Regions from separate parts of the Ovis aries genome. Here region 2 is linked to region 1. A link is a contact called in public Hi-C data. All regions are on one chromosome and are shown on one strand. The core of a region is the stretch at or near the end of the contact, and the rest is flanking DNA. Distances in the headings are between cores, read along the strand shown. Region 1 overlaps LOC105611101 (a long non-coding RNA gene). Region 2 has its middle 210 kb from the start of KLF6.

Region 1 (4,356 bases), core at 1,540-4,039:
GCGAGCTCTGGTGTGATGTTCACTACTCTTGTATGAATTTTGTGCCTTAGAAATGTCTGTCTTGGATATTCTACCCTCTTGAAGACATGTTTCCTTCAGGTTTTACTTGAAATATTTTTTATTTTTTTTTTGTTCCCTATTGGGTAACTAGGAAAGCTTGACTAATATAATTGTTTAGACTGCCAGGAGTCAACAGTCAGAAATTAGATCAGCTAAACTGACTCTTTCCCTTAATAAATATTTAGTGAAATCCTACTACCATCTGACTCGTGGACGAATGTTAAACAAGGTGGACTCTGCCAATGTTCTAGCCTCTGCCTGAAATGCCAGTCATGGCAACAAAGTGGTGTTTTTCTCCATAACTTTTATGTACGCTAAGAAAAACCTTATTCTGAGTGTTACTGACTTAGGGACACAAGCCTTTGAGAATTTGCAGGTCTACAGGGAGGCTGGGAGTGTAGTTAGTCCCAGGGTTACACCTCAGAGTACCTGCCTTGTGCTCTTGGGGCCTACTGAAGTGTTGTAAGGCCTTCCCATAAACACTGAGCCAATTAATTTAATCAAATTAACTTAATTCAGTTAACATCAGATTCTGTGAGAGAATTTGTTAAATATTCTTGTGGATTAAAAAAGATCTTCTCATTCAAGACATGTTACTGGAAATCAGATATCCATGTGCAAAAAGTAAACAGCATTAGGAAATAAATCTTACTTTATGTGGCACTGCATGTAAAAAAGCAAAACTTTAAAAATGTAGAAGAAAAATATGCAAGTCTCTTTATGTCCAGAAGGGAAAAAACAATTACTTAAACCAACTGTAAAGGAAAAAAAAATGAATGCAGTCAATTTATCAATAAACAAAAATTAGTATATTAAATGGGCTTCCCTTGTGGCTCAGATGGTAAAGAACCCATCTGCCAATGCAGGAGATGGAAGAGATTCGGGTTCAATCCCTGGGTCAGGAAGATCCCCTGGAGAAGGAAATGGCAACCCACTCCAGTATTCTTGCCTGGGAAGTCCCATATGGATAGAGGAGCCTGACAGGCTACAGTCCACAGGGTCACAAAGAGTCGGACACGACCGAGCAACTGAACAACAACAGCAATATATTAAATATTTGATTAAAAGTCCCCAAATAACAAGCCACAAATGGGAAGAATCAATAGATTGACAGTGCATGTAATCTCTAAATAAAACTAGCAGTCAAACTACTTGAAGTTCTCTAACACAGTTCTTAGAAAAAGAACGGGAAAGGGGGGAAAAAGTGAAGAATAAGAAGAGCAATTCACGGAAGAATTTTTATCAGTCAATAAAGTGATGCAGAAGTGTTAAAATAGTGAAAAAAGTGGAAATAAACTGAGTGTTGATTAGCAGAATAGATGAATATAGTTTTGTATTTGTAAACTATATTATTTCCTGAATTTTTGTGTTGCTGAAATTGTTTATTAAAATAGTCTTTCCTGGTCGCCACGAAATTTTTTCATCTTGTTTTATGTCCCTGGATATGTTCTAGTGTTTTTGAGTTTATAGTCTATGGGAACTTGAATAGAATTTGTATCCTACTGTGTTTGAAAATTATATAAATCTCGATTATGTTGAATTGGTTCATAGTGCTTTTCAGGTCTACTATATCCTTCTCCTTTTCTGTATATTCATTCTAATAATTTTTGAGAGTTTGATATAGAAACTTCAACTAAAAATCTTAATTTATCTACTTAAAAAATAATTGTAGTAGAATTGAGTGGAACTATTTGTAACCTTGTTCTGTATTTTCCAAGTCTCCTGTAAATGTGTTATCATACTTTCATAATTTGAAAAATAAATAAAATATAAAGAAGCTAGTCTTTGTCCTTCTTCCAACAACTTATAAACAGAGCCGCTAAAAGGGTCTGGTGCTAGCCACTTAGGTTAAAATGTATGTGCCAATGGAGAGAAGTGGATTTAGTATCTTTGTTTACAATTTCTAGGGAATATGATTTTAAGAACAAAAGAACTGAACTAAACGAACTGAATTTATACAAAAGAAAATGTGTGCTTTTGATCAACAGCCTGATGCCCCTGAAATCTTAGGTATTTTCTGCCCAAGGAGGAGAGATCTAAATGGAAAGTTGCTTTCTAATCATGCATTTGTGTTTGACTGAACTCTAATCTCAGGGAAGAGTGGTGAGTTCATGGAATATTAAGATCTGAAGAAAGGTAATTTCCAGGACAAAAATATGAGCCAGAAGGAAGGGACCAGATGATATTAATGTACCTGTTTGGAAGACAGGCAAGGTGGCCAAGTTTAAGGGCTGTGAGGAAGGTGATTAGGGAAAAAAGTCCAGACCACTGAGTGCCGAAGGGAAAAAAAAAAAAAAATCCGGTCACCATCTTCCAAAAATACGGATCTGATCTTACTCGCCTTCAACAGCTTTGCCCAGTTGCTTATATTTTTGGTTTCATACTCTTTCCAGAGCAAGTTTGGTAAGACTGAAAAGCTATTACTGTGATTCCAAAGCTTTGGCATAGATCATCTGTATGACTCTGCCCCTTGCCTCCTCTCTGGATATTTCTTGTGCTGTTCTAGCAGTCACTGAATATAGTGGGCAAAAAGATGATGTTGCTAATGGCTCTGAGATTCCATCTAAATTTAAAATAGCTCCTTGCAATTAACTCATAGGTAAATCTTTTTAATACCTTAAAATTCATAGAGGAGGTTCCAGTCCTGGATCCTGTGTATGACTCAGTATTGTGCAGAGCCTAAAACCTCAGGGTGGGACCCAGGACATGCCAGACCAGTGACGACAGATGGAATTTCCTCATCTTTTAATTACTGCTTGTGAAGCAGATCAGTGGCCAAGGGGAACTGCATGTGATTTCACAATGCCGTCGTGTCCTCGGGCTACCATCATGGCTGTACAGAATTTCAGGTGGTGGTAGTGATATTGCTGAGATTGCTTTTCAAGATTATTTTATTAAATTTATCTAGTCATTAGATTAAATAACATTGACTTCACGAAATGATTATTTGGTGCCATTTAGCAATAGGCTGTGTTGCACTGAAATGTTTTTATATTACAGGCAAAACAATGTAAAAATGGGACATCTTATCAATCTATGAACTTGTATTGAGTGAGATACAATCTTAACACTTTACAAAATTCAGGAGCAAAATCTATCGAATCTGTTTGAAAACATATATGAATGTTTAAGCAAGATGTGAGTTTATTTCTCCACTATGTAGCTGCAATTTCTTTTTCATTTTCTTTATTTAATTTTTATTAATGAAGAACCCTTCACTTTAAATTTTAACTCCACGTTTTTACATAGTTCCTAAGAGAAAATTAGTAAATAAAAACTGATGAGAGCAATAGGTGTTTTTCTCCCCCAGCAACCTCCGATACATGGAGGATAGTCAGCGTCCCTTATGTCACAAAAACTGAGCTGAGAGCTTCATGCTTTACTGACTTGAGAGATCCTCAGTCTGTCAAGCCCCATAGACTGCTTTGTTTCCTAATTTGCATCATTATGGAAACAGAAGACTGTAGGATGAAAGTTTGGAGGATAGATTCTGGCTGTATAAGGTAGTGAAAGCTGGCTGACTATGGAGAGCAGTATGGAGTTTCTCTGAAAACTAAAAATAGAACTTTCATATGACCTGGTGATTCTACTCCTGCTGTGGCTGCTGCTGCTGCTAAGTCGCTTCAGTCATGTTCAACTCTGTGCGACCCCATAGACGGCAGCCCGCCAGGCTCCCCCATCCCTAGGATTCTCCAGGCAAGATCACTGGAGTGGGTTGCCATTTCCTTCTTTTAGAGACCCCATGGACTGCAGCCTACCAGGCTCCTCCATCCATGGGATTTTCCAGGCAAGAGTGGGGTGCCATTGCCTTTTCCATCCACCCCTGAGTATATATCAAAACGAACAACCAAAACTGCCAACTTGAAAAGATACATGCACCCTAATGTTCATTGCAAAACTATTTACCACAGCAAAGACGTGGAATCAACCAAAGAGCCCATCAACAGAGGAACGGATAAAGAAGGTGTGGTACATACACACAATGGCATATACTACTCAGCCATAAAAGAAGGAAGTAATACCATGTGCATCAGCACGGATGGACCCAGAGATTGTCAGACTATTGCTGGGGTCCTAAAGGACTGGAACCCAGTGGTCCGGAGTTGACCAATGAGAAAGTAAAGGAGAGGGAAAGAGGCTGATATTCCTTGGTTTACGCAGAAAGCCAATAAAGCCCCTGGCATGGGGCTTGCTCTGTTCACAGAGGCCTCAGGCGCCCTCTTGATGGGGTGAAGGCACAGAGCGCCTTCTCGAGAGGGTCTTAGAAGCCCGGGCAGGAAAGTGAACTCAGAGAGG
Region 2 (4,951 bases), core at 848-3,347, 380 kb after region 1:
AGGTAGCAGGTCCCCACCAGACACCAGGTTTGTAGGTGCCTTGATCTTGGACCTCTAGCCTCGAGAACTAAGAGAAATACGTTCTTATTGTCTAAGCCCCGGAGTCCACAATATTCTGCTATAGCAACCCAAACTAAGACAAAAGCTGAGAGGTAAACATTGACTCAGACAAACAGGAAACTGTCCAGAGAGCGTATTAGCATCTTCAGATCCCTGCTTTGCCAGGCATCTTAGTGCATTTTATTTCCAAAAACCAGATTTTAAAAAGAAAGTCTACATTCTTATTCATTTAATTGGAAAATGCTAGCCACATGATTTTAGCTTATAGTAGAGGAATGATATGTGAAAATAATTCAGTGTGCACCCTGTCCAAGAAATACACTTTTTTGTTGATCAACATCTTTAAAATTTCTGCTTTTTCACAAATATGCTGGTCACTATGTCCCCAAGCACATCGACACTAATATAAAGATCATATCCATCATCTATGAAAATTGTACAAATGAAAATTAAGTTTCATCTGTGGGTGAAATTAAAATTCTTGTCATTGTAAGAATGTTGAAACAGAATACTTACACGCTGATGAAAACAGAAACAAGAGGACAACATTAGACCTCATGCTGATGCGTTTACCCATAACCTACATCAAATAGAAGTGAAGAAAAATTCTGTGATGAAACCCCAACTTAGCAAAGGCTTTCATAAAATCAGGGGGAGATACGAAGATAGTCAAATTCCATCACCAGGGTTCAAGGTGCACGCTGGCATGTCAGGGGTCGCAGAGTCCAGGATGGTCCCCAAGGCTGCCTGCACCTCCCCTGATGACGACAGCTGCCCTCAAGAGTTAGGAACAATAACAGACATGCTTCCCTTATTTTATGGAAAAAGGGTGAGAAAGGAAAGGAAAGCGCTCTCCATCGTGCTCAAAAAGAAACACAGCTGCATCCTATTCTGACATCACTGGAGACCAACAATCGGTTAAACAAAGCCTTCTTCTGGTCTATATCTGATTTCCAAGACAGTCTTATGAGGCAGGGACAGTCACTGACCCATTTTTCAGATGAGGAAAATGAGAGCCGAATCATTTAAGAGATTTGTTCAAAGGTGTGATTTGTCCTGACAAATGATGGAGATGATTCAAAACACAGCAAGATTGTCCAAGCCAACGTTCTTAACTATTAAGCTGCATTGCTGCCCCAACGTGTTTGACAGCATCTGTGTTAGGCAGTCAACTCCTGTTAACAACTAAATAATTGATAAAAGTGAATGAAGATCAGTCATGAATGAATATTCTTTAAACTCTCCAAAGACAAAAGAGATTTCATGCCAGAGGAGACACGGCTTTCCTTCACATGTTTTTTGAGCCGTGCTTAAAGAGAGCTTCCTGGATGCAGTCCTTGTCCAGAGCAGATGCTAAGATTCTAACAGGGTGGTTTTCTCTCTTTCATCAAACATAGATACTGTACATTTAAGAATTATGTGAAAATCTGCAATTATTCTTCTGGCTCGACATCTCCTCTGCCCCCAGACAGAGCAGTGAAACCCTGCCAGAATACAGAATTTTAAAGAAAAATAAAACATTGTCTCTTCCTGCCAGAACTTTGTTGTCCAGCTCACAGCTGTTCTTAGCGAAGCAGTTCCTCAACCCCGAGGACACACCAACTGATGAGAACAGTCTTGCATCACATGTGTCCCCAGCATGTCCCCAGTGAGGGAAATTGTCATCACGTAGAAGCCACAAATTGAAATCTCATAAAACAATCAACCTGGGTGCTGTGTCAGCCGCTCTCCTGAATCACAGCCACGTCCACATATTTCAAAATCCTAACAGTTTCCCCCAACTAGAAAAAAAAAACAAAATCTCAAGGTATTATTCAATGCTATCTTTGAAGTTTATGAAAATGAACTTATATTTTACTGCTTATTTTCTCACTGGTGAAGTCTTAAATCACCCATTGTCTGAAAATTATCCGAATGAACAGGTTCTGAAAAGAAATTTTCCTGGTAAGCCAGCTCTGCTCCTTTAACAATTGAATGAATAAAGACATTCGCTTAGACCTTGATGAGTCAACCCTTTCGCAGACAATGTATAACTGAAGTATTTCTAAATGCTCCCTCATATCCGGTCAGCTGCATCCACATCCACTTCTGCCAGAAGTCTGCTAGGGCAGCAGATCCGTAGCGACCTCCGTTCCTTTTCTCTGAGATCCACATGTTCCTCATAGCACCCAGGAGTGTTTCAGATGCCATTCTCATGTATTCAAATCAACTCTAAGAATTTTTTCCTCTAAAAGAAAATAGCCATGCATTCCTGTTTCATCTATTAACAGCAAGGATAGGGTGTGATAAACGCATATTTACTGGTGAAAATGGATGAACATTCTTTACTTGAAAGTACTAACTGCTGCATACTCTAATGTCTCCAGTTCATATTTGGGGGCCTGGTTTATACCCAGGATACCCAAGAGAGAGGGGGCAGAGAGCTGCTGTGTGGACCTAGTTATGCCTCTATGTAGGTGTTTAAGAAATTGGACTTTGTGAGCCAGAAAATCCACCTTCAGATTTATTCTAACACTGGCTCTCTGATTATATTCTCTTTTTGGAACTCATTGTGGGGGTAAGGAGAAAGGAAGGCATCTCTGAGTATGTATCCACACATTAACTGTAGGCTAAGAAGGCATCTCATCTTTCTACAACAGTCGATAGTTTTTCACTTGTTCGATTCCTGCCCCAACTCCGATATCTTGTGTAAATCCATGTGCCAGTCAGAGAGGAGTCCAGACTGTCCTTTGTGTAATATATTGAATAGGTTGGTCCCAATCTGAAACACATGTCATAGTCACTATCCTCTTAGCACTAATATTCTTACGCTTCCTCTGCCTTTCTCAATAAATATTCTGAAGACTATTAACTTATGTCTTGCTCTCCAAACTAAAAAAAGGTATTTCACAATACACACAAAGTCAGGTAATTGATTCCAAACGGAACTCAAAGGTTAGAGTTGCAATTTCCTCTAAAGGAAACACCCACGTTTGGAATCTTTAGTAGCTGTCTTTACATTATTAATAGCCCTACTTATATCTGACAGACAAGTAATAATGTGGCCATCTATCTCCAAGACAGCAGAGCTGAATATATTTCTAACTTTATAAATGAATTTTAAAAGCCCTACAGACACATTGCATTAAAGTAAAGAATGGAAATTTGGTAAATGGAGTCTTTGGGTTTTATTGATGAATAAATCTTTACTTTTCTACAACAGCTAATAAGGATCTTGAAGGTTAAATAAATAAAATAAACATTCCCTGTGTATTTGAGGCAGTGCTCTTTGGGCCAGCGTGGTGTGGAATGCTTTTAGTATGATGGCCCTTAACACATCCTCAAAGCTGGGCAAAGGCATCCCATAATGTTCTGTAGGAAGAGCAGCAGTCCTGGGAGAGTCCTGATCTTCCACAATTGAAACCCAAGATGGATTCTCCAAGATCCAACAGAGATCCTTCTTGCTACTAGGGATGTCCAAGGCAAGCAGAACAATATACTTCAGAATCTTATCTCAACCAGATCAAGTTCAATAGCGTACCTCTGGTGGTTTAGTGAGCTAGAATAAACAGTTTGATGAAAAACAATTCTTTCCTAATATGGTACAGAAATTATCCTTTTTAAAGAAAGAATTCTTTTTCTCCCAAGAAACAGCTTTTACTATTTTTTTTTTTACCCTAAGTTTAGAGCATCCAAGTATTTGGGTCATTTGCATGGAGAACATTCCCAAGATTTGCTCAACAAATGAATAAAGTGAATAAATAAATAATAAGTGATGGCTCAACACTTAAGAGAATCTGTGAATTTTAGTAAAAACATGTAGTCCTACTAAGGATGTTTAGCTTAGCAGTGTCCTGAAAAGTGCTTATTTTTTTGGCAAGTGTCAGTTACCTGGTGAGATTTATCAAAACTTTTGAAGTATATGTGTGAGGCAAGAAGTAGATAGAAATTAACCCTGGTAGAATTTCTGGCATTGAAACCAACTTAGAAAAGACTGCCCTGTCTGGCTCACCCACTTCCACAAGTTCAGAGATCTGTAATAAATCAATGAACTACCCAGTGAACATAAGCAGTAGACACGTTCCCAAGAGCCAAGCCCTCAACTTGCTGGAAACTACTCCTCAAGACATGACTGCCTTCTGGTAAGACAACTTCTGACAAAGCAATTGATGACAGATATTCTGACCTCAGGGAAGTTATGATACATCAGAAGGATGAATATTAACCTCAGTTCCTCTGAAGTCATTCATTCACTCATCATTTCTGTCATAACATGTGCTAAGTCCCTGGGGTTCTGAAACCTTGAGACGCAAGGATGGAGAAAATCCCAGCCCTGCTATCTGAAGCTCAGTTTTTTGTTTGTTTGTTTTGTTTTTGGTGCATGGCATATGGAATCTTAGTTCCCTGGCCAGGGATTGAATCCATGCTCCCTGCAAGCTTAACCACTGGACTTCCAGGGAAGTTCCTGAGGCTCAGCCTTATGAAACACACACACCAAAATATCGATTCATCAGTTTTCTTTCCCTCTTCAACATCTTTATAAGTTAACAGGAATACAGAAGATTTTTTCTGACATCTGTACATCACTGTGTTTAGTCAGTAAACAATGAACAGCTGGTATGTGCTAAATACACTGGCTTTACCAATGTGAATGCTTGAGCAATAAAAAATATGCACCCTGACCACCAAGAAATCATCTAGTTAGGATTAAAAAAAAAATAAGTGTGCCTTATGGAAAAAAAAATGGAGGAAAGACAGAAGCAAATTAGTGATAAATCAATTCTACTATGAAGCAATAAACTGAACAGGAAAGCTGACTGCTGGTAAAAGATTTGGGCAACCAGTCAAACTGGGCAAAATGTTAACTCACGTCCACTGGAGGCACTGCAGTAGGCTAGGAATCTCAATTGCA

Evidence for each region. Hi-C and Micro-C count contacts between places; a contact is called where the count stands out from the background.
Region 2: a Hi-C map of tail adipose tissue shows a contact between it and region 1, with 6 times the contacts expected there. The contact joins two enhancer-like sites. A contact is called at or near these places in 3 of 16 Hi-C or Micro-C datasets (skin fibroblasts and tail adipose tissue).

What each region holds. Positions count from the first base shown.
Region 1 is chr13:43,587,247-43,591,602 of ARS-UI_Ramb_v3.0, forward strand. The region is part of intron 1 of LOC105611101 (a long non-coding RNA gene); the gene reads left to right. Among named protein-coding and RNA genes, the nearest start is that of AKR1E2, 100 kb to the left of the region's middle. Within about 2 kb of position 2,790, at least 13 of the 54 cell types and tissues checked have an H3K27ac peak or open chromatin away from gene starts, as enhancers often do. A contact at or near this core is called in tail adipose tissue, where this site is marked.
Region 2 is chr13:43,970,579-43,975,529 of ARS-UI_Ramb_v3.0, forward strand. No RefSeq gene overlaps it. Among named protein-coding and RNA genes, the nearest start is that of KLF6, 210 kb to the right of the region's middle. Within about 2 kb of position 2,098, at least 7 of the 54 cell types and tissues checked have an H3K27ac peak or open chromatin away from gene starts, as enhancers often do. A contact at or near this core is called in tail adipose tissue, where this site is marked.